Linked DNA regions of Mus musculus: all the other regions are linked to region 1. The links are chromatin contacts, called in public ChIA-PET, Hi-C, HiChIP or PLAC-seq and promoter capture Hi-C maps. All regions are on one chromosome and are shown on one strand. Each heading gives the region's core, a stretch centred on a gene start, on an enhancer-like site or on the middle of the called end of the contact. The rest is flanking DNA. Distances are from core to core; before and after follow the strand shown. Region 1 holds the start of Eno1 (enolase 1, alpha non-neuron). Region 2 holds the start of Ube4b (ubiquitination factor E4B). Region 3 overlaps Tnfrsf9 (tumor necrosis factor receptor superfamily, member 9). Region 4 has its middle 16 kb from the start of Errfi1. Region 5 overlaps 1700045H11Rik (RIKEN cDNA 1700045H11 gene). Region 6 has its middle 4.0 kb from the start of Gm51276. Region 7 has its middle 13 kb from the start of Gm51276.

Region 1 (2,853 bases), core at 235-2,734:
ACAGCTTGATCAGGTGTGACTGACTGCAGGTGCCTTTGCCCCTGAGCCATCTCGTGGGTTCCAAGATAGGGTTTTGTTTGTCTGTCTTATTTTAAAATATTGTTTGGTTTTGGGTTTGTTTGTTTGGTTTTTTTTGGACAGGGTTTCTCCTTGTAACTTATCTGTTCAGGAACTAGCTCTGTAGATTAAAGGCTCACATTAGCACTGACTGGCTAGCTATCATCACTTTTATTTTTTCTCTTTTCTTCATTTCTTTCTTTTTCTCTTTTCTTTTCTTTTCTTTCTTTCTTTCTTTCTTTCTTTCTTTCTTTCTCTTTCTTTTTTTTTTTTTTTTGACAAGGTCTCATCACTATGCCCCATCTGAATTAGAATTCACTATGTAGACCAGGCAGGCCTTGAACTCAGAAATCCGCCTGCCTCTGCCTACCCACAGCTGTGGTTAAACACCAGCTTTATTTTCTTCATCAGAAGGGTGAAATGGCTCCACCCTGCGCTTCCGGACGTTTGTCACATCATTGTGGAATATTACTAGTCTAGACTTTTGAGAAATGCGTCGGGACGACTTGAGTATGAGTCTCAAGAACTGGTAGGTCAAGAACATCGAGGCCACAAGCAGGGGAAAGAAGTATTAGATCTTTAAACAAAGGAACATTAACATGGATGAAGAATAAATCCACACTGAGCTAGTACACCAGAGAAGTAAGGAAAGTTCTAAAGTAGGGTGGAGTGGCTGGGTGGGTGTAGCACAAAGGTACTGCCTTATTAGCGTGAGCTGGACAGTAGGATTCGGTACCCTCCACACAGTAACAAATGATTAGGTAATATTAAGGGAAAGGTCACTTTCCCTTGGCTACCTCGGCCTGAGACTCACTACAGCAAGGACAAAAGGACGGGGTCACCTTGGCAGATGGCACCAGAGAGCCAGGACCAGCGGCGAGGGCGCTCAGTGCGCAGGCGCAGTATCCATGCATTTCCCCCTCATCCCCCCCACCCCCACCCAATTCCACGCGGGAGTGAGGCCCTCTGGCCGCGCATCAACGTTTCCACACCGCCGGGGGCTCCAGAACCTCCCGGTGGGGGGTTGGCCGGCTGGAGGGCCGAGCCGCGAAGGTCATCAGCAAGGTCGTGGGCCGGACGTGTGGCGCCGCAGCCACGCCGAGTGCGTGTGAGACTCGGAGTACGTGCGGCGGGCTCAAGCCCTCATGCCCGCCGCGCAGCCCAGCCCCGCCCCGCCCCGCATCCGGGCTCCGTAGACCCTCGGCCGGGCCCCAGGTTCCCAGCCGGAGGCTCGCCAGGCATTCCAGCTATGCCCCAAGCAGGCTAGGCCCAGAAAGGCAGGACAACCCCCGCCCCCGTGCCCTCGCCCCTAGTCTGGGCAGGCCGAGCGGCCGCCTCGGTCACGCTCTTCTATTGGAGTGATGGCACGCTGAGCCAATGGGGAGGCGGCGCGGAGGGAGGGCGGGCCCGAAAGGGGAGAACTGGGCGGGGCTTAACGAGCAGGAAAGGAAGACAGAGTGGGAGGCGCTTAGTGCTGCTCCGGTACAGGGTCGCGCTCGCGTCTGTCCTTAAGGCTCTCCTCGGTGTCCACGGCACCCTCTTTCCTTGCTTTGCAGCGATCCTACTGCCAGGTATGGTCCTTGTCTCCACCGGGGTCAGCTCTCCTACTAGCTTCGCTTGGGGACCCGGTGGGCACGTGCACCCACTAGCCTGGGCGGGAGCCGCTATCCGGGGAGCACTCGGGTCAGCCTCGTGGAAGGACGCAGGCTCTTGGAGGGTGGAGGTGTGAGCCCCACCAGTGATCACCGAGTTTCAGGGTTGCAATGTAACCGGGTTCCCAAGCAGACAACAGCAAATGCAGACCACGGATGATCGCGGCCGTGGAGAATAGAAAAGTACTTTCTGTGTAGTTAAGTGGAAGGTTTCAGAGGGAGGGAGAGCAACTTAAACCCCCGATGCTCATTAAATCCTTTCTCAGAATGGAAGGGCCAGAAATAAGGATGCCCAAGAGGCAGAGCGCCACACCCTAGTAGATCCTGCTGGGGCTGTAGCTCCTGGACCGCAATCGAGCGTCACTGGGCGGGAGTGGTCCAGCCCATCTCTGCTGTGGAATATTCCTGACCTGTGAGTGTCGGTTAGGTACTAAGAGTAGAGGAAATTGCAGCAGTCCCGTTGGATAATTGGGAAGCCCTCAGGAGACCTCGACGCAATTAGGCAAGAGCTACAGGTTTCCTGGGTGGCTACTAGCCGGCCGTGAACTGACTTAAGATGCATTTAAGAAAACTTCCTGTTCGTTCTGGCCTAGGCAGTGTGGTTCCTTGGCTGACTCGCTTTCGGGATAGACCACAGCTAGTCTGCTGATTAGCCTGACCGATAGGTCCACTTTTCTGCCCTTGGTCTGGCGTTCAATCCAGATAAAGACAGAGTGGGTGAGATTTTCTTCCTTTGGTTAAATACGTTTGCTGCCTAGCCTAAAGATCCAAGCTAGATAAAAAGGGTGGAGGGAGGGATCAACTCCTACAAGTTGTAAGGTCTTTGCAGAGCAAAGTGTGGCACGTGGGTGCTCCTCCGCCCCCATAAAGGAACCAGCCATGGAGATGCACACATGAAAGTGTAGCGCTAGGGATGCTGAGGCTGGAGGATCACTGAGTTCTGGTCAGTCTGGCATTCATAGAATCGGGCGAGTAAGAGAGAAGACAAAAGAGTATGGTTGAGGAATAGTAAGGTTTTGTAACATGGTAGGTAAAAAGTAGATACTTTATTCTTGGTGAGTGTACAAAGATCCTTTGTCTTAGAGAAGACAAAACCACAGAAGTAACTTCTGTGGAAAAAAAAGCTGCCTTTGCTTCAGTGCTT
Region 2 (2,853 bases), core at 233-2,732, 810 kb before region 1:
CTGACAAAAGTAACATAATACCAGAAGTCATTAGGAATCTGTTAAATTAGTGTAATTTAACTGGAATCTTTTTAACTATTAAGTATATACACTTTGTTAATGTTAAATCTCAAGGAATCTGTAACTACCTCTCAAACACAAAGGTACCTTTGATAATTTATTACAATGAAATGGTCACATGTATCTGGGATTTCAAATCCTTCCCTTTAAAACTGCCATTAAACATCATGATTTTATGCAAAATTGTTCTTTAAAACCCCCGACGACGCAGACACACACAATATACCACGATCTAAATCGCGCCCCTCTTTCTCGAACACCCTTTTAAAAAGATTGAACACCTTCAAGATGCTCCTCACCACCCCACCCCCGTCTTCAGACCCTAAAAGAAAGAAAAGCGAGTGGAGTTCCGAATGAAGAAACGAGAGAGAATAAAGGAGAATAAAACGAGAGACCCTCTTGCATTCTCTATCTCTGGAGAATTTTAGTGATCGAGTAAACATACTGAGACGGTAGCCCAAAGTGGAGCCAAGGGCTTCTTACAATACAGCCAACCTGATGATGAATGACTACTTCCATTATATTTCATTATTCTTGAAAATGCCATCTCCGTTGCCTCCCCAATCCCAAGAGCCCGACACCACCAGGGCAAAAATCTGTCCCCATCCAAAGCGCCAAAGAGTTGCCAAGTAATCCTTTCAAGGTGCCCCCCCCCACGCCCCAGCCTCCTCACCTCGTCAGCGCTCAGCTCCTCCATCGCTTTCCTCTTAATGGTGAAAGGCGTTAGAGAGATCCTTCAGTTCTTGAGACCAGGGCGGGAGCAAAGGAAGAGTGGAAGGTATCTATCGGGCTGTCTGGTCCCCCAATGGGGGAGGTTTCAGAATTGCATAGTCAGAGGTTAAAAACTAAGAACACGAGGCACTGAATCGCCTTGGCTTCGGCCGCTCGCACCGCCGCAGCCTCCTCCAGCAGCAAGCGCCCAGAGCTGCCGCCTCTGGCCACGGCCACCGCTATGGGGTCCTCTCCAGGCGCCACTGACTCCCCTCAGCTTCCCAGGTTACCCAGGGCGGGCGGCGCGGTCTCCAGCTCGGCTCGTGCCCGCTGCGCGCCGTGTCTTCGTGGCGGTGACGCGGCAGCTGCGTTTTTTTCTCCCGCAGACCCTGCTCCGGGTCCCACCCCTGGGCCCAGGCGGGAACAGCTCCACTGCACACTGGATGCCCCCGAGGCGCGGCGACCCTACAGCAGCCCAGGCAGAGCCCAGCACCGGACCGGGAAGCCCCTCCCCTCTAAAAGCAGGCCAGGCTCGCCCCGCCTCCACGCGAGAACCCCGGTGGGGGGCAGGGGAGGGACGGGACTGGCGAAGCCCTCGCTGGAAGCGTAAATCCTCCTACCCCTCCAACCCTACTCTTACCCCCTCGCCCCACCAAGAATTATTCATCAAAACAACAGGGCGGCCATCTTTGAAAGGGGTCACGTGACCCTCGCCGGGGAGGCGGGGCTTCTCGCTCTGGGATTCGCCAGCCAATAAGCAGCGGGCGTCGCGCCGCCGATTTCCTCTTCGCTTGCATCCTGTCCCCGCCCCCTGCCCCACCCCCTCTTCCCTGAGCGGCGCCAGGCGGGGGGAGGGGCGAGAGGGGCTGCTAAGAGGAGACGAGGAGGAGGCGGGGCGGACAGTCACCATGGAGACTGAGCGGAGGCGAGGGGCGCGGTGGGCGGGGCCCAGGTAGAATTGCTGAGGGCAGGATGTGCCAATCCGAATATGGCCCTTCCACGGGCTCTCCCCTGCGCCTTGGGTTTCTGCGGTGCTAGTTTGTTCCCATGTGGATCCTGCTGTGGAGTGACTTGGAAATCCTCCAGGATGCTGCAAGCCGGCTACAGACATTAGAAGAACTGAGGAATCGGAAACACATTTGCTTTCTGCAGGGAGCATTTAGCACCATCCTGCAAATACCTTGTCCCACTCTTTTCCTCCCCCAGGAAAACCCATGGAAGAAAACTAACAGGATCTTAATTTTATTTTACCTTGTTCTTTTAGAGAGGTGCTCTGCTTTAAGGGTGTAGAGACTCAAATTATTGAGAAATGTATTGAACAATGACTTAGTAACTAACCCTTTGTAATGCCAGCTCGGCCGGACAACAAAAACTTACTTTACAATCAATGTATAAATACAAATTGAAAAATCTAACAGAACCGTGAAAATCCAGATTTTGCCACAAAGTATATATCGTATGGCTTACAAAAGCCATAATCATCTCGTTCTTAATTGTTCTTGAGACAGAATCTTGCTATGTATTTCAGATAGCCCCAAATTTGAAATCCTGCCTGAACGCTGGGGTATGCACCACCATCACAGATTACCCAACTATAACATTAATGTATGTATATGTGTATACATGTATGTATTTGAAACAGGGTCTCGCTGGCCTGGAACTCACAGAGATCTGCCTGCCTCTGCCTCCCAAGTGCTAGGGTTCATTACCGGCTACTCTTAGCTGAACTATAATCTTAAACATTCCACTCCTGTTTAAAAGAGTTACAGTTGATCTTATCCAAGGGGACAAGAAGTGACTAAAATAGTTACAATTTGTTTGCTACATGCTAAAAATGGGAACATGACTATTAGATATGCAAAGAGTCTGTGAGTAAAATTAAATCGCTGCAGGCTTTTCAGGACTGCATTCTACTTTCCAGGAAATGAATTCTGTGTAAGCCATTTTGCACCCCTAGTTACACTGATGTCAATTACATTGTTTTTCTGAAAACATGATAATTGCCATGTAGCCTCAGATTAAATCACACAAGTAAAGTATACAATGGCTTTAGGGTAGTGAGAGTTCTTTAACATCATTGCT
Region 3 (2,853 bases), core at 222-2,721, 700 kb after region 1:
ATGGCATCCGTGAGACCCTAAGGTCACCACGAGGCCAGGACAATGATGGTGTGAACACACATAGCTGTCAGTCACTTCATTAGCTGTGTAGATTCATGTAACATAACTGAACCAGGCAGCTTGTAAAGTGGGGCGTGGGGTGCAGATCTGGAGCCCCGGCATGAGAGAGACTGAAGCAGGAGGCTCATGGCCCTAGATCACAAGACTCAACAACAATCAAGCAAACAAAATGCCCCCAGACTATCCACAAGCAAGGTCTTGGCCCCCGCTGGCTCTCCTCAGCCCCTACTCCTGTCCCCCTTTCTCTGGCAGCCCCCTCATCTATTTTCCATTTTAACTCCTAGTTGTTTAAAAAGTATATTTATTATTTAATGTGTTACAATTAATTTGTTACAAAAACAATTGCATGAGTTTTATTGTATAAAATGCACGCAGGGACATGTGGAGGCCAGACCCTCTGGAACTGGACTTACAGGCAGTGATATGTCACTGTGTGGCTCCTCTGTGTGGGTGCTGGGAACTGATCTAGGGTCCTTTGCAGGAGCAGCGAGTGCTCAACTACTGAGCCAGCTCTCCAGCCCTGTGATATTTTACTCTTACATGTAAAACAATCAACCCAAACCAAACAAAAACAACAACAACCCACCCCTAAATCTATGGATGCTTATGGGTAGGTTTCATGTGAGGGTAAGTTTTTGTGTCTCTTAAGATAAATGCACCCAGAGAGTCAGATGTTTCTGAGTTTGCTTTTGTTTACTTTGTGTGTGTGCTGAGATCAGAAGACCACCTGCAAAGGGAGATTCTCTCCTCCACTTGGCTGAGTCTCTCTTGTATCCACCAAGCAATGTAGACTAGCTAGCACTGAGTCTCCATCCCCGGCCCCACCCCCATTCCCCACCCCTGTCTTTGCCTCTCATCCATCTTGCCATAGGAATGCTGGTCTCACCACTGGATTTGGCTTCAAAATATTTTCTTAATGGAGCTGGAGAGATGGCTCCTCTGGCTGAGAGCACTGACCGTTCTTCCAGAGGTCCTGAGTTCAATTCCCAGCCACCACATGGTGTCTGACAGCCACCTGTAATGGGATCTTATGCCCTCTTCTGGTGTGTAGGTGTACATGTAAATAGAGCACTGACTTTTTTTTTTTCCTAAAGGAAAAATAGTTTTATGTCTCTCCCTCCCCGAGAGAGAGAGAGAGAGAGAGAGAGAGAGAGAGAGAGTGTGGTGGATGTATGAGAGGAGGAGGTGTAATGAGGCATGAGTGCGTGCGTGTGGGGGCTATGGATGTGTGTGCATGGTGGAATGCATGTGGGGGCACGGGTGTGTGTGGGCAGTCACATGCAAGTGCATGTGTGTAGGTCAGAGGAGTCCCCGTGGGAGTAGGTGCTCTCCTTCTACCACATGGTTCACAGGGATTAAACGCAAGCCTTCAAGCTTCAGCAGCAGGTGCTTTTCGCCCAGCTACCTCGCCAGCCCACATCTAAGAACCCCTCCCTACGTCCTGGGTCGGAAGGGTTGAGACTTTCCCCAGTGGTAGTGTCTACGTTTTACACTTTTGTGTTTGACATTTAAAGCTATAAGTTAGCTAGCTATAAAGTGTCAGAACTTAAGGTCGAGACTTTTTCTTTTTGGGGCTAGGGAGCTGTGCTTGCCATATTCCAGTGTTACTCAAAGAAACAGTCTCCCTTCTCTGTCTACCCACATTTTTATTGGCTCTGTGCTCATGAGGGGGTGGAGTCCCTGATTATTGGCAGTTCTTGTGAGGGGGCGGAGTCTTCTGTTACAGCTGTGTGTCTATTCCTGCACCATCGAGTCTTGATTACTGTGATGATAATATCAGTCTCAAAACTGGGTAGAGAGTAGAGGACCCTCCCCGCCCCATCTTACCTGTTCAGGTTTGTTTTAGCTGTTTATTCTGTTTCTTTTATAGTTCCGTGTAAACTTTATGAGATTCTTATCTGTGTCTACAGAAAGGCAGCTGGTACTCTGATGGAGGTGTCGTGAAATCTGCGGATCTTCCCGCTAGCTGTCCCTCTCCATGAACCTAGTATGGCTCTCCATTTACACTTCCTCTTTCCTTACCGATATTTTATAATTTACAATATATAAGTCCAATATGCCTTTTTTTATTTTTATTTTTTAAGATTTGGGCCTGAGTATTTACTGCCCCCCTTCTTAGCGCGCGCGCGCGAGCACGCGCGTGCATGTGTGTGTGTGTGTGTGTGTGTGTGTATTTTTGCACACATCTGGGCATACCTGTGTGGGAGAATGTGCACGTGGACGCCCTATTTTGGTGTCAGGAATCATCTTTGATTTTTTTCTTTCATCTTTTTCATGGAAGTGGGATCTGTCAATCAAACTCAGAGCTCACCTATATGGCTGGGCTTGCTAGCCATCTTGCTCTGAGGATCTGGTCTCCTCTCTCTACCCCCCAAGTCTGGGATTACAGCCAGGCTGCCATGCTCACGTGGTCATTTTGTGGGATTCTAGGGATCCGAACTCACATCCTCATAAGTAGGTGGCCAGCACTTTAGTCACTGAACTATCGCCTCTGTCTTCTTAAAAATCCTTTTCTAAAGCTTTTCTATGTGTATATATATATATATATATATATATATACATATATATATATATATATGCCTGTGTAAGTGAATGCTGTGTGTATTGGAGGCAGACACCCTGGAGTAGGAGATTGTGAGCTCTCTGACCTGGGTGCTGGGAACTGAACTCAGGTCCTCTGCAAGAACAGCAAGCCCTCTTGGCCACTGAACATCTCTCCAGCCCCATTCCTTTGTTTGTTTTGTTTGCTTTTGTTCTTAGAGAACTGTTTATTTTCTGTATGTGAGTACACTG
Region 4 (2,853 bases), core at 198-2,697, 630 kb after region 1:
TTAGATTTGGGAAGAAGAGAGTTTGTGGCGATGTGATTTGGAAGTGTTTAAAAGGTACTCGGTAGGCAACTGAAGGGCATCTGACCCCTGGAAATGATGGTCAGAGTTGGAGATAGCGATTTGGAAGGTGTGATAGCAGACGAAGGCAAGCCTGTGAGGCCAGGAAGCAGGAAGCAGCTGGGCACGTTCCAGAAGCTGAAGGCCACGGGCGAGTAGGCTGAGCAGTGGAAAAGGGCAGTGGGTGCAACTCAAAAGATCCTAAGTGGGAGAGGAACACGATGTGATTTGTTTTAGGAAAGATGACAGTAGCTGTTGTGTGGGGAACATTTCAGAGAAGTGAAATTAGCAGAAACACTAAAAGCTACAGGCCAGGGCCCAAAACTGGCACCAGAGTGAAGGGGGGGCGGGGGAGGGGATGGAGAGACACATGGCTTTCAGAGTTGTTAGGATGACAGGCTCCAGCCTGAAAGCAGTCTGCACCGCCCTTCTTCCAGAACGGCGGTGGCTCTTGCGAGCTGGAACCGCCTGTGTCCTTGTACTAGCACTGAGCATTGCCTGGTACAGGAAGCCATGGTACTTACATTAGTTCCAGCTTCATTTCCTTACCTGTTTCTGTGTTTTCCCTTGAACTTTTGCGATATACTTTTCATGGTTTTTTCTGGTCAAAGAACTGTCCTTGGCGCCCATGCTAATGGCACACTGCTAAAACACCCAGGAGCCACTTGCCCACCTATACCTCCCCAGCCGGCACACCAAGCAAGTTGAATTTTTTTTTTCCAACTTATATGTCTGGGAGTTTTGCCTGTGTATGTCTGTGCATTGCATGCATGCAGTACCTGGTGCCCACAGGCCCAAAGATGGCGTGGGATCATGGTTTCTGACAGCCATGAGCTGCTACATGGATGCTGGGAACTGAACTCTGGTTCTCAGGCAGAGCAGCCAGTATTCTTAACGACTAAGCCATCTTTACAGCCCTGTGTGATATCTTAGGTAATTATCAAAATGGGAAGTTGGTATCTGCACGATCCTTGTATAATGTTTTGTTTAGCTGCAAACTGATACTTGGTCATAAAAACTAGAAACTGATTTGGCCATTCTGTCAGGCATTTTGTAAAAAGCTAGTGGAACTTTTAAAAAGCTGTCGTGCAAAGCCATGCAGTGCTCATGGCACTTGATGAGATGGTCCTGATGCTGGCTGGCTCCAGAGTAGTCTCCGCTCTTGGCATAGCTGGAGGCTTGAGGTTCCATACCTGAAATGAGAAAAAGCCCAAAGACAAGAATGTACATTTTGAATTGAGCTCTAAAGCTCTGAGGTATTCTTGCCCTAATATAAGATTTCTTCAAACTAGAAATGGCTTGAGGACTTGTTTTCTTTGTAGTGTAGGTCATTTGACAGAATGTTCTGGCGCCTTTGCGCCCTTCGGTGTGAGTCATGCCATTCTTTTGAGGCTCTGAGGGGTGAAGGGGAAGAGAACAGAATTTGTCTACACTGTTGGCCTCACCTCTTGCTCCCTGTAACTACACAAACATGGTTCAGGCGTGCCTAGCGCTGCTTACTGTGAGGGTGTGAGCTTGCTCGCCTTCGTCTCACCTGTATGGATTCAACTTCAGGATACTTGTATCCGAGCCACGGGGAGTCTGCGGCTCCCGCACGTTTAAACAAGCTCCCCTTAGCTTTCAAGATGTCTACTTGGAATCTGAAGCAGCAAACATACTTGTGTATGTTTTTCTGTACCTGAGCTTACATCAGAGCAACCTTGTGACTCAGAAGTCACCGCCCCATGGCAGTAGTGGGGTTTTGGTAAGGAGTGGGGGGCTGGGGACAGATGGGAAGGAATGTACTTCAAGTACTAGTTGGCACCTGTCTTGGAGCTGCTGTCAGGCTAGAGGCTTAGCCAGCGTGCCTCTTGAATGCTGTCATCTCTCACCCTGTAAGTTCAGACACCCGGAACCCCAAGCACAAAAGCCTGTAGCAATTACCCACAGGGATCCGCGTATCTGCCCCCCCTCCCCCAAAATGGAGCTGCTTAGGAATGTGCACTGCATTCTCTTCACAGATCCAGGCAGCACCTTCATTCCTTAGTAAACATCTAAACCCAGGCCTCCCATGGGTTTCTTCACAGTCATGAGGGTTAGCCAGTGCCTTCCCTAGGGACAGCATGACTTGTCCGCTCCCCTCTTGTGAAAGGCAGAATGAGTCGTGTCATTCTGGCCTGCACCAAGCCTTCCTCTGGCCTAGCCATGGCACCGCCTCAGGCACAGCACACAGGAAGCTGTACTTTGTTATTCTGAATTCCTGGCTAGCCTCATGTTCTTGGATGAACCAGTGTCCTTGTACACAGTGTCTCTCCTCCCTCATTGATCAGGGTTCTTGGCTGAGCAGCTGACAGCTTCTGCAGCCGCCTGAGTAATGGAGCCCAGCTCTGTAGCAGGAGCACCCACGGTGGCCAGCACAGGACCAGACTTGCCTGTGTACTGCCTCAGCCCAGCCCAGAAGCCTCTAATTACACGTCTGCTGTGTGCAGGAGCCCAGGTGGCCTGGGCCCAAGCGGGGGTGGGGGGTGGGGTGGGGGAAGCACAGGTCTGCTGTCACTGAAGGACGGTGCAGAGGCCCCTAGAGCAGCAAGGTCCAGACACACATTCCAATTTCATCACACCCCTCTCTGAAACCACTGCCACACTATGTCATCTACCTACAGACCTGCCCATGTGCCCCAAGAAGAGTCAGAAACTGACCTGGCCCCGTAGGAAGCTAAGGGCGGTGTGTTTTCCTCCACACAATATGGCATTGTCTCAGGGGTGGCTCATGTGGCAGAGCTCTGGCCCATTTGACTTGCCTGCAGATGTCTCAGT
Region 5 (2,853 bases), core at 140-2,639, 600 kb after region 1:
TCCCAGCACAGCGCCCGCCTCATGCGTTTATGGTGATGCTACCATAAGTCAACCTTGTTGTAGTAATTTCCAGCCCCAACAAGCCCATATAAAAACCACACAATCCAGTTATTATATTTATCAGCTATGTGCCTAGATTGGGCAGATTTCGCTCTATACAAACTCAGTCCCCAGCTTCGAGACCCTTTGCTTCTTGCAATTTTTCCCTGCCACCGGTTCTGCTCCATCTTTGCTTCTTCCTCCTCTTCGGTCCTCTCTCCTTCACTTCTCCTTCTCCTCACTTTCCTGCCCCTGCTCTTAAGACCTCCCACCTTTCCCCTCCACTGCCCATTCATAGGCTCCAGCCTTTATTGGCCAGGCAAAACGGGGAGAAGGTTCACACGAGATCACCTGAGTACGTGGTCGACTGCTCGTCGAGGGCAGCCCCTCTTGAGGAAGCAGAATTGACATCAGAATACAAACAGCATCGGGCAACCCACAGCACAATCTACTATGCTGCCAGTCACATAAAAGCATGGTGCCTACAATTATGTCCAGGGACTATACTTGCTAATAAGCGCCTGTGTGCCTGTCTTATCACTATACCATACACTGCGTCACTGCCGTAGAGCATACTCCTGTCATACCTTTAAAAAAAACAAGCCTGCTGTAAAGCACTATGCGTGTGGCTGGCCCTGGCCCTGGTCACGTGACTGCTGCATCTCTTCTTGCCCTGAGAGGCCACAGGTACACCTGCTACACCACTTGGGTGTGTATAAGCGTGCAACGTTGGCGCTCCCAGGCAAGTGTGACTCTGTTAAGTGGTGTTCAGGCAGAGATACCCACTGACATCTGCGGTGCTTAGGGAAATGATCGAGTCGGCTACAAAGGAGCTTGATGAAGTGGGATGGGGTGGGTGGTAATACGGAGCGGACAACTGATAGGACAGCAGGCAGCTTTGAGCGCACACGCCATACAAGTACATGATTATCCAAGTCTTCCCCGGAATCTAATCACATCCTTAGATCAAAACCACAATCGAAACAAAACATGAACAGAAGGTAAAGGTACCCTGACGTCATGAAAACCTCCAGCCTGTGAAACATCCCATCCTTAGTGGGGGGAGCAGGTTCAGAGCACATGAGGCCATTTTAACAGCGATAAAGATAAATACAGAGCTCAAATTCCATGGAATATATGCTTATAGTGAGTCTGTATTCAGCTTCATACGTGTTAGACACTCTGTCCATCAGGTTCTTGGCTGTGAGGAAAGCTTGGTGGCTAAACAGGTCTCCCACAGACGGCCACGCCCCACAGACGGCCACGCCCCACAGACGGCCACGCCCCACAGACGGCCACGCCCCACAGACGGCCATGCTTCGTGTGCTCCGCTGGACAGGCTTCCGTGCCTCCATCCCAAGCTCAGGTCCTCCTGCTGGAGCTGGGCCATGCTGCTCAGAAAGCACCACTGCAGGAGACTCACTTAGCCCTCCCCTCCCTTCCCTTCCTTTCCCTTCCCCTCCTCCCCTCCTCTCTCCTCTTCTCCTCTCCCCTCTCCTCTCCTCCTGTCTCTTTACTCTTTCTTCTTTAATCAGACCTTAAAATCCCCCCATTTAGAGTGATCTCTTTGCACCTCAAACCCAAGTTCAAACTTGATTCCAGCAGCTTCATCAAAACTCAAACACTGTGGAGAATCCATTTTTAACGAATGATGGTCCTTGGATTCCGGCGCGTTCCGTGGGTGTTTGGCACTGTTGGGGGTTTCCTTCCTGCTCTGTTTGATGAAATCTCTAGTTATAAGCCTGTTAGGTCACCGAGACTCATAGCCAGCCAAACCTCATCTGAGGCATTTCTGTGGGTTTTCCCGAATACCCCTCAGCAACTTAAATCCTGAGAGTCAGTGCCAGCTACCAGGGAAATTAAGTGCGGGCCTACAGGAAACAGAAGTGACTAACAGCTGGCGATTGCGCAACGTCCTCTCATGGGCATTTTCCATGGCTGGGAAACAAACTCAAGGGCACAGTGGGACACAGTAAAGTGTTCACAGACATCCTGAGGTGCAGCATCTACAGACACATGGAGAAACTTCTGGTTGGGTTCCTGGAAGGACTGAGGTTTGAGTCATAAACTTCTGTGCCTAGGGCTTGTTCAATTATATCTGGATCGTCGTGATTAGACACGATCAGAATCAAGTGCTATCAAAGGTTGATCTTTAAACATTTTATAGGTACACAATTGCCCTTTATTCATTAAAAAAAATGAATTCCTAATCTTCTGAAATCAAGAATCAGCCAAAGAAACCCATGTGGACCTTACTCTGCAAAGTTAACATTGCACAGGCATTGGAGACTGTGGTACTCTCAGGAAAACAGAAAATCTATAAAATGATCGCCGATTTGTTGTCCAGATCTAGTGTGTGGGTCAGCTTCCCTTCTCTGCGACTAAATAACTCAATGAGCTACATCTTTTGATCACCACCTCCCAACTCCACGATGGACTGGCGACCAGCTCACCGATGCACGGGCCATCAGAGGATATTTCCAGTTCAAACTCTGGTGTTCAGAATGGGGAAAGCATTAAGAGATAAGCAAGCATGGGCATCGCTCAGCAGTGTGGCAAAGCTATTACAGAGGGGGAAGCTGGGGAGGAAGTCTGGCCATAGGACAGCTGGAAACATATTAAAAGTCACTACCATAGTAAGACCTCGTCTCAGATACGGCAGAGAGAAAGAGAACCTGTGCTGGCTACCCAAGCCCACAGTCCAGTGTTTAGAAAAACAACAGAAGGTCAAAAACTGTCATTGGAAACATGGGATGTATTTGGTGGATAGATGACTGGCATTCTGTGACATAGAAAAGAGGATTTTTGTTCTTT
Region 6 (2,853 bases), core at 140-2,639, 560 kb after region 1:
AACTGTAATTTTGCTACTGTTATGAATAGTAACTTAAATATCTGTGATTTCCAATGACCTTAAGCGACCCATGGGAAAGAGTCATTTAACCCCCGAAGGGGTCATGACCCACAGGTTGAGAGCCACTCTTCTAGGCGATCCCATGCCTCTGGCCTCTGGGGTGCCTATGCATAAGCACACACACCCATATTTACACACATTATTTTAAAAGATAAGCACAATTGCCAATAACAAGGGGGCAGATGATCACACAGAGAACCCCACGAGTCAGTTCATTGTATGAAACCATCAGGGATACCTGGGGTTTCCTAGCGATCAGTCTGTACTGAGATGTTTCAGAATCTGTGTTACGTAGGTTGACGAAAAGGGTGACCCAGAATGCTTCCAAGCACCAGGGAATAACGTCCACCATGAGATTTCAGTCATTAACCTCAAACTAACCTCAGGCCTCTATCTAGGGTCAAGAGCCAGGGCAACGGTATCAGAGATAAAGCAGAGTGCTTTACTGTAAAGCCTGAAGACAGTGGACACAGCTAAAACCAATATCGCCGTGCTGAGAATCATTTTTATGAATTGTAAAGACAGTTTGGGAGAATTGTAGAGGCAGTTATTGTTGTTGTTGTTGTTGTTATTTTGCTGTTTGGTTTGGTTTGGTTTAGTTTGCTTTAAGACCAGGTTTCTCTGTGTAGCCCTGGTTTCCCTGAAACTCATTCTATAGATCAGGCTGGCCTTGAACTCACAGAGATCTGCCTGTCTCTGCCTCCTAAGTGCTGGGATTAAAGATGCCTGACACCACCACCGCCCAGCGAGGCTGGCCAGTTTTTATTAGAACTTGGGAAAGCGAAATTTAAGTAAATGTTAACTGGATCCTGTAAATGTTATGAATTAGAATTTCCTGTAAAAATTTCCTTAGATTTTCCCACTGCGTGTTGCTCATGGTAGTGCCATTGAACATTAACCCCCCTCCCCCCCCCTGCCCCAGGAACTGAGAATTAAGAATGTGTGCTGTGCCCAGGAAGTCAGAAGACATCAGATGCCCTCGAACTGGGATCACTGGTGGATAGGAGCTGCCATGTAGGATTTGGAAACCAAACCCCAGTCCTCTGCAAGAACATCAGGTGCTCGTAACTGCTGAGCTGTCTCTCCAGACCCACGTCCAGAGAATTTTAACCTTCCTTAACTTTGGGATTTTCCCATAGACCCAGAGATGTCCAAGTGCAACTCTGCTGGAGAGGATCTCCCAGCAAGAAAACCTATGGTCTCAGTTCCTAATTTGCTACCTGCTAGGATGAGGACAGAGTGCCACTCAACCTCTCCAGCCTCAGTCCCCTCATCTACAAGATGGGCGTGCTTTTTCTGATTGGGGTCACTGTGACTTGTCACGTTAGCCTCTCAGTGAGTCAAAGAAAGAAACCCCAATTTTCACAATCATGGCCACAAAAGAATACCACACCAGACTCTTCTGAAATGCAAAGTTGTTCTTGCTATCCACTATAAAAAAAGAAAAACTGTGACAAAGTTGAAACAAGAGGAATACATGCATGTGTACATACACACCGTACATGTATACACATGTACACAAAGCACACCCATACACAGACACCATACACATGCACACACATTCACAGTATACACACATACACAAACAGACACCATACATGGGAACACACACACACCACACATGTATACGCTCATTCACACACGCATGCATGCATTCATGCACACACAGCATGTGCACATGCATATATACATGCACACACTCACATGCCCACACACCATGCACATACACACCAAACATATGTGTGTGTATATACATATACACATACACATACACATACACATACACACACACACACACACACACACACACACACACATACACATACATATACATATTCACATACACTCTCTAGGCTACGGACCCACACTCATGAGACAGGACGCTCAGCGTTTCTTTCTGTGTCTGTGTCACCATGCTTGTGATATTATGCTTCTAAAGTTCTGTCTATATTCCTGGGAATTTCATATTGCTTTTTCCTGAACAATAGTCCATTTTGTATATTATCACATTTATCCATCCATGGATAGGTGGACATCCTGGCTGCTTCCAGTTCCTTGCTATCATAACTAGAGCAGCACTAGACATACTGTGCCAATCCCTCTGTGGGCAGTGCTGGATGCTGTAAGCATAGCCGGAGAAGTGGAGTTGGGTCATACGGCAGGTCCACTTTCCATCTTTCTGAGGAACCCCCAAACTGATTTCCACATGGCTGCGCTCATCTCTGCTTCCACCAACGGTTTTCATAATCTGAAAGTGTGCCCTCTTTTCCTCTGTTTAAGCCTAGATCAAGTCATTCCATGTGGTGTCATTTAGTAAACGTTATTGCTTCACATAAAGAGTTGTTTTTTTAAATTAAAAACAAAAATGAATGTTCTAAATATTTTTTTAGTGGGAATACTATGTCACAGGACTGCCACGGTCAGGGATAACGAGTCACTTGAAAGCATGATGCTGGAACAATACAGGTTGGTTTGGTTTTTTTAGATTTATTAATTTTATTTTATGTGTATGACTGTTTTGCTTGCATGAATGTCAGTGTAGCACGTGTGTGCCCGCTGCTTGTGAAAACCAAAAGAGGGTGTCAGATCCCCCGGAACTGGAGTTATAGGTGGTTGTGAGCCACAATGTGTGTGCTGGGAACTGGCCCCAGGACCTCTTGCAAGAGCAGCTATGGTTCTTAACTACTAACCCATCTCTCCAGCCTTGGAAACACGAGACTCTGAAAGCTAACAACCACCATTATTCTGTATCTCTAGCATTTGATGCTTAGAGAAATCACATTTCTCCAGAGG
Region 7 (2,853 bases), core at 225-2,724, 550 kb after region 1:
CCGCCCTCTGCAGTGTTGGGGCTACAGGACCCAGGGCCACCCCTAGCTTTTTATATGTGTGCTGGGATCTGAACTCAGGACCATTATACAGTGAGTATGCTCAGCCATTGAATACTCTCATCACCCCACGCTGGACAAACCTTGAAGGCAGGCTTTGGTTGGTGTGTTCTGGTCACACAACTCCTCATATGTGAGTCCTAGTACAGAGCAAGGCAAACCATCGGAAGATAGCAGAGAGGAGGCAAAAAGACGCCTTCCACTCATGGCTACAACACACATGAGCCTTTCAAATGGCTAGGGCTAATTGTGAGCACCACCCACCCATCCACCTACCCACCCATCTACCCATCCATCCATTCACCCACCCACCCACCCATTCATCCACCCCCCCATTCATCTATCCACCCATCCACCCATCCACCCATCGTTCTATCCATCCATCCATCCATCCATCCATCCATCCCTCCATCCATCCATCCATCCATCCATCCATCCATCCATCTGGCAATCACTGACGGGCCTTGGGAATGTAATAAAGGTTTAGTCAACCCACTACCAGGAGTCGTTTGCATCTGCCAGGCCTCAGAGAACCAGTGCAAATTACAACAGCCAGGCCACAGCCTCCTGGGTGTGAGCTGAAGGAGCAGGGACACCCTGGGAAGAGAGCAGCTCGCCCAGTCCTCAGGGAGTGACTTCACGACCCGACTGGGACTTGAGGACATGAAAACAGATTGTCTCATACCCACTTGAACGTGCTGGGCTGCACGGACTTCATGTTTGTAAATTTTCCACTGTCTCAATCAAGTTGGGGTGGCTTTGTAAAAATTATTATTTCTATGACTATCATTACTGTTATTTGGCCTTGCTCTGTGCTTTGACTTCCCTTGCCCTTTCGATTTCCTTTCCAGCCCTCAGGTCCGGCTGCAGCTCTCAGAGGGACCTTTCCTAGTAAATTGTGCTAAACACAGCACTTCGGCTTGTTTTCATTCCTCTGGTATTGCAAGGCCCACCTCCAGGCTCCAGGGAAACCATGGGGGGCATTTTCCAGACTGCTTTCCAGTATAAACACAGCTTGAGAGGCCTGCCTGGCTTCACTGCTGCCCACATCTTTGGGTCTCTGCTCCCTGCTCCCGGGTTGGGGGCAGGGAGGGAGACCCCTGACCTCCTGTAAATATTTCAACACAGCCAGTTCTCTGAGGAATTACAATTTGTGCTTTTGCGTCAACTCTGAAGCAATCATGAGGGAGGCCCTATTTTTATGGCCTGGTGTACTTTCTCGATAATGGGACATTTTAATACTACATTTTTTATGGCTATTAACAAAAGAACTTCATGGCCTAAAACTCTAGGGTTGGGAGGGACACAAAAGAGGAGTCCAAGTAATTAGATCGTGGTGTCTAGTTTGACCCAGCCAAAGACACCGGCAGATCTCAGAGAACTCTATGGGATTGAGAAATCTTTCTGGCTACAAGCCTGGCCTGCTAAGTTGAGAGCATCCATGCCCTTAAATGGAGCCTATAAAGCAAAATTCAATGAGAGTATCGGAACAGAGTGTTTCATAGCTTCTCTTTCCCTCATGTGTGTATATCATATCCACGTGCGTGTGGGAGCATGGACCCGTGTTTGTCCTAGGAGGTCTGAGGCTCATACTGGGTCTTCCATGAATGTTCTCCATCTTATCCAATGAGATGGGCTCTCTCAGCTGAACCCAGAGCTCACCAGTATGGTGAGTCTGGCTAGCTAGCTTGCTCTGTTGAATCCTTGTATCACCCTTCCTAATGCTCCAATTATAGGCAGGTCCTATGGCCATCCAGCATTTACAGGGGCTCTGGGGATCCGAACTCTGGTCCTTATGCTTGCACGGCAAACACTTTAACAACAGATCTGTCTCTCCACCCCAGGACAGAATGTTACGAGGATACAGGACAAAATTCCTGGTAGGTACCAGCAACTGTGAGCAATACTCAACATATACACATACACACATACATACACACATACACACATACATACCCATACACATACATACAATGGTTTTTTCTATACATGTTTACCTTTGATTAAATTTAACTTACAAATTTGGCACAGTAAGCTATAAGCCACAATCATTAATCATAACAGAACAATTATAGCAATATGCTGTAACAAGGGTTAAAGGTATACCGGGCAATGGTGGTGCACGCCCTTTAATCCCAGCACTCGGGAGGCAGAGGCAGGCGGATTTCTGAGTACGAGGCCAGCTTGGTCTACAGAGTGAGTTCCAGGACAGCCAGGGCTGCACAGAGAAACCCTGTCTCAAAAAAAACAAAAAAGAAAAACAAAACAAAACAAAATAAAACAAACAAACAAAAAAAATTAAAGACTTATAGTCTCTCAAAATGTCTTACTGTTCCTCTCTACTCTTAAAGGAAGCAATTATGGGGCTCCTCTTTGTCACATTTCAATGGCCAGCATCATAATTCTTGGGTTGAGGATCATGATTAAATAAGAGTAACTTGAACAGACGTGTAGTGATACCACGGCAGTCAAACTGATATCCAAGACGGCCACTCCATGACTAACGGGAGGGTAACAAACACCTAGAGGACTCCTGCTCTAGTTACAATGTAGCAAGCTTTCTCCCAGATGTTTAGAAGGCATACAATTTAAATACTGAGAAACAAACTCTGATGGTTGAGGGCCTCTGCCAGGCGGGTCCCCTCAGAGAAGGAATTGTCCAGTTGACTATGGGAAAGGAAAGTCACAAGAATCTGGGACACACAGTTTTGTGTTGCCAGAGGTAGAAATGCAGTTTCTGATCTCTTCCCCTACCCCATGCACAGAAAGAAATACGTGGGGGCAGGCACACACATG

The links. Promoter capture Hi-C pulls out the DNA fragments that hold promoters and counts their contacts. A called contact is a pair of places that touch in the nucleus more often than the background predicts. ChIA-PET counts read pairs in DNA pulled down with a chosen protein or histone mark. HiChIP or PLAC-seq counts read pairs in DNA pulled down with a chosen protein or histone mark.
Region 2: an H3K4me3 HiChIP or PLAC-seq map of bone marrow-derived macrophages shows a contact between it and region 1, with 5 times the contacts expected there. The contact joins the promoter of Ube4b here to the promoter of Eno1 in region 1. A contact is called at or near these places in 1 of 484 Hi-C or Micro-C datasets (embryonic stem cells) and 1 of 115 datasets of contacts at active chromatin or transcription factors (bone marrow-derived macrophages).
Region 3: an RNA polymerase II ChIA-PET map of memory CD8 T cells shows a contact between it and region 1, with 12 read pairs. The contact joins the enhancer-like site here to the promoter of Eno1 in region 1. A contact is called at or near these places in 3 of 39 promoter capture datasets (HPC-7-derived erythroid cells, cranial neural crest and pre-B cells), 1 of 15 datasets of contacts at CTCF or cohesin (CD8 T cells), 2 of 484 Hi-C or Micro-C datasets (both in CD8 T cells) and 6 of 115 datasets of contacts at active chromatin or transcription factors (effector CD8 T cells, embryonic stem cells, large pre-B cells and 3 more).
Region 4: a promoter capture Hi-C map of hippocampal neurons shows a contact between it and region 1, with 2.7 times the contacts expected there. The contact joins the enhancer-like site here to the promoter of Eno1 in region 1. A contact is called at or near these places in 4 of 39 promoter capture datasets (the 3T3-L1 cell line, the HPC-7 cell line, hippocampal neurons and 1 more), 15 of 115 datasets of contacts at active chromatin or transcription factors (the NIH/3T3 cell line, acute myeloid leukemia, bone marrow-derived macrophages and 8 more) and 4 of 9 other capture datasets (adipose tissue, embryonic stem cells, macrophages and 1 more).
Region 5: an HNF4G HiChIP or PLAC-seq map of pancreatic cancer cells shows a contact between it and region 1. The contact joins the enhancer-like site here to the promoter of Eno1 in region 1. A contact is called at or near these places in 1 of 39 promoter capture datasets (cranial neural crest) and 4 of 115 datasets of contacts at active chromatin or transcription factors (bone marrow-derived macrophages, embryonic stem cells, large pre-B cells and 1 more).
Region 6: a contact with region 1 is called in a BATF HiChIP or PLAC-seq map of CD8 T cells, with 5 read pairs. The contact joins the enhancer-like site here to the promoter of Eno1 in region 1. A contact is called at or near these places in 1 of 39 promoter capture datasets (liver), 4 of 115 datasets of contacts at active chromatin or transcription factors (CD8 T cells, effector CD8 T cells, memory CD8 T cells and 1 more) and 1 of 9 other capture datasets (liver).
Region 7: a contact with region 1 is called in a Hi-C map of uterus. The contact joins the enhancer-like site here to the promoter of Eno1 in region 1. A contact is called at or near these places in 2 of 39 promoter capture datasets (cranial neural crest and liver), 1 of 484 Hi-C or Micro-C datasets (uterus), 3 of 115 datasets of contacts at active chromatin or transcription factors (effector CD8 T cells, embryonic stem cells and memory CD8 T cells) and 1 of 9 other capture datasets (liver).

What each region holds. Positions count from the first base shown.
Region 1 is chr4:150,235,713-150,238,565 of GRCm38.p6, forward strand. Eno1 (enolase 1, alpha non-neuron) reads left to right here and starts at 1,485. Exons shown (of 12, transcript NM_023119.2): 1 at 1,485-1,628.
Region 2 is chr4:149,425,149-149,428,001 of GRCm38.p6, forward strand. Ube4b (ubiquitination factor E4B) reads right to left here and starts at 1,483. Exons shown (of 27, transcript NM_022022.3): 1 at 734-1,483. The coding sequence starts at 757.
Region 3 is chr4:150,938,675-150,941,527 of GRCm38.p6, forward strand. All of the region lies in intron 7 of Tnfrsf9 (tumor necrosis factor receptor superfamily, member 9), which reads left to right. Among named protein-coding and RNA genes, the nearest start is that of Tnfrsf9, 20 kb to the left of the region's middle. Within about 2 kb of position 1,472, at least 37 of the 459 cell types and tissues checked have an H3K27ac peak or open chromatin away from gene starts, as enhancers often do. A contact at or near this core is called in CD8 T cells, effector CD8 T cells, memory CD8 T cells and 1 more, where this site is marked.
Region 4 is chr4:150,869,599-150,872,451 of GRCm38.p6, forward strand. No RefSeq gene overlaps it. Among named protein-coding and RNA genes, the nearest start is that of Errfi1, 16 kb to the left of the region's middle. Within about 2 kb of position 1,448, at least 189 of the 459 cell types and tissues checked have an H3K27ac peak or open chromatin away from gene starts, as enhancers often do. A contact at or near this core is called in the NIH/3T3 cell line, adipose tissue, epiblast stem cells and 3 more, where this site is marked.
Region 5 is chr4:150,835,737-150,838,589 of GRCm38.p6, forward strand. All of the region lies in intron 3 of 1700045H11Rik (RIKEN cDNA 1700045H11 gene), which reads right to left. Among named protein-coding and RNA genes, the nearest start is that of 1700045H11Rik, 18 kb to the right of the region's middle. Within about 2 kb of position 1,390, at least 56 of the 459 cell types and tissues checked have an H3K27ac peak or open chromatin away from gene starts, as enhancers often do. A contact at or near this core is called in bone marrow-derived macrophages and pancreatic cancer cells, where this site is marked.
Region 6 is chr4:150,800,527-150,803,379 of GRCm38.p6, forward strand. No RefSeq gene overlaps it. Among named protein-coding and RNA genes, the nearest start is that of Gm51276, 4.0 kb to the left of the region's middle. Within about 2 kb of position 1,390, at least 5 of the 459 cell types and tissues checked have an H3K27ac peak or open chromatin away from gene starts, as enhancers often do. A contact at or near this core is called in CD8 T cells, where this site is marked.
Region 7 is chr4:150,783,872-150,786,724 of GRCm38.p6, forward strand. No RefSeq gene overlaps it. Among named protein-coding and RNA genes, the nearest start is that of Gm51276, 13 kb to the right of the region's middle. Within about 2 kb of position 1,475, at least 69 of the 459 cell types and tissues checked have an H3K27ac peak or open chromatin away from gene starts, as enhancers often do. A contact at or near this core is called in liver and uterus, where this site is marked.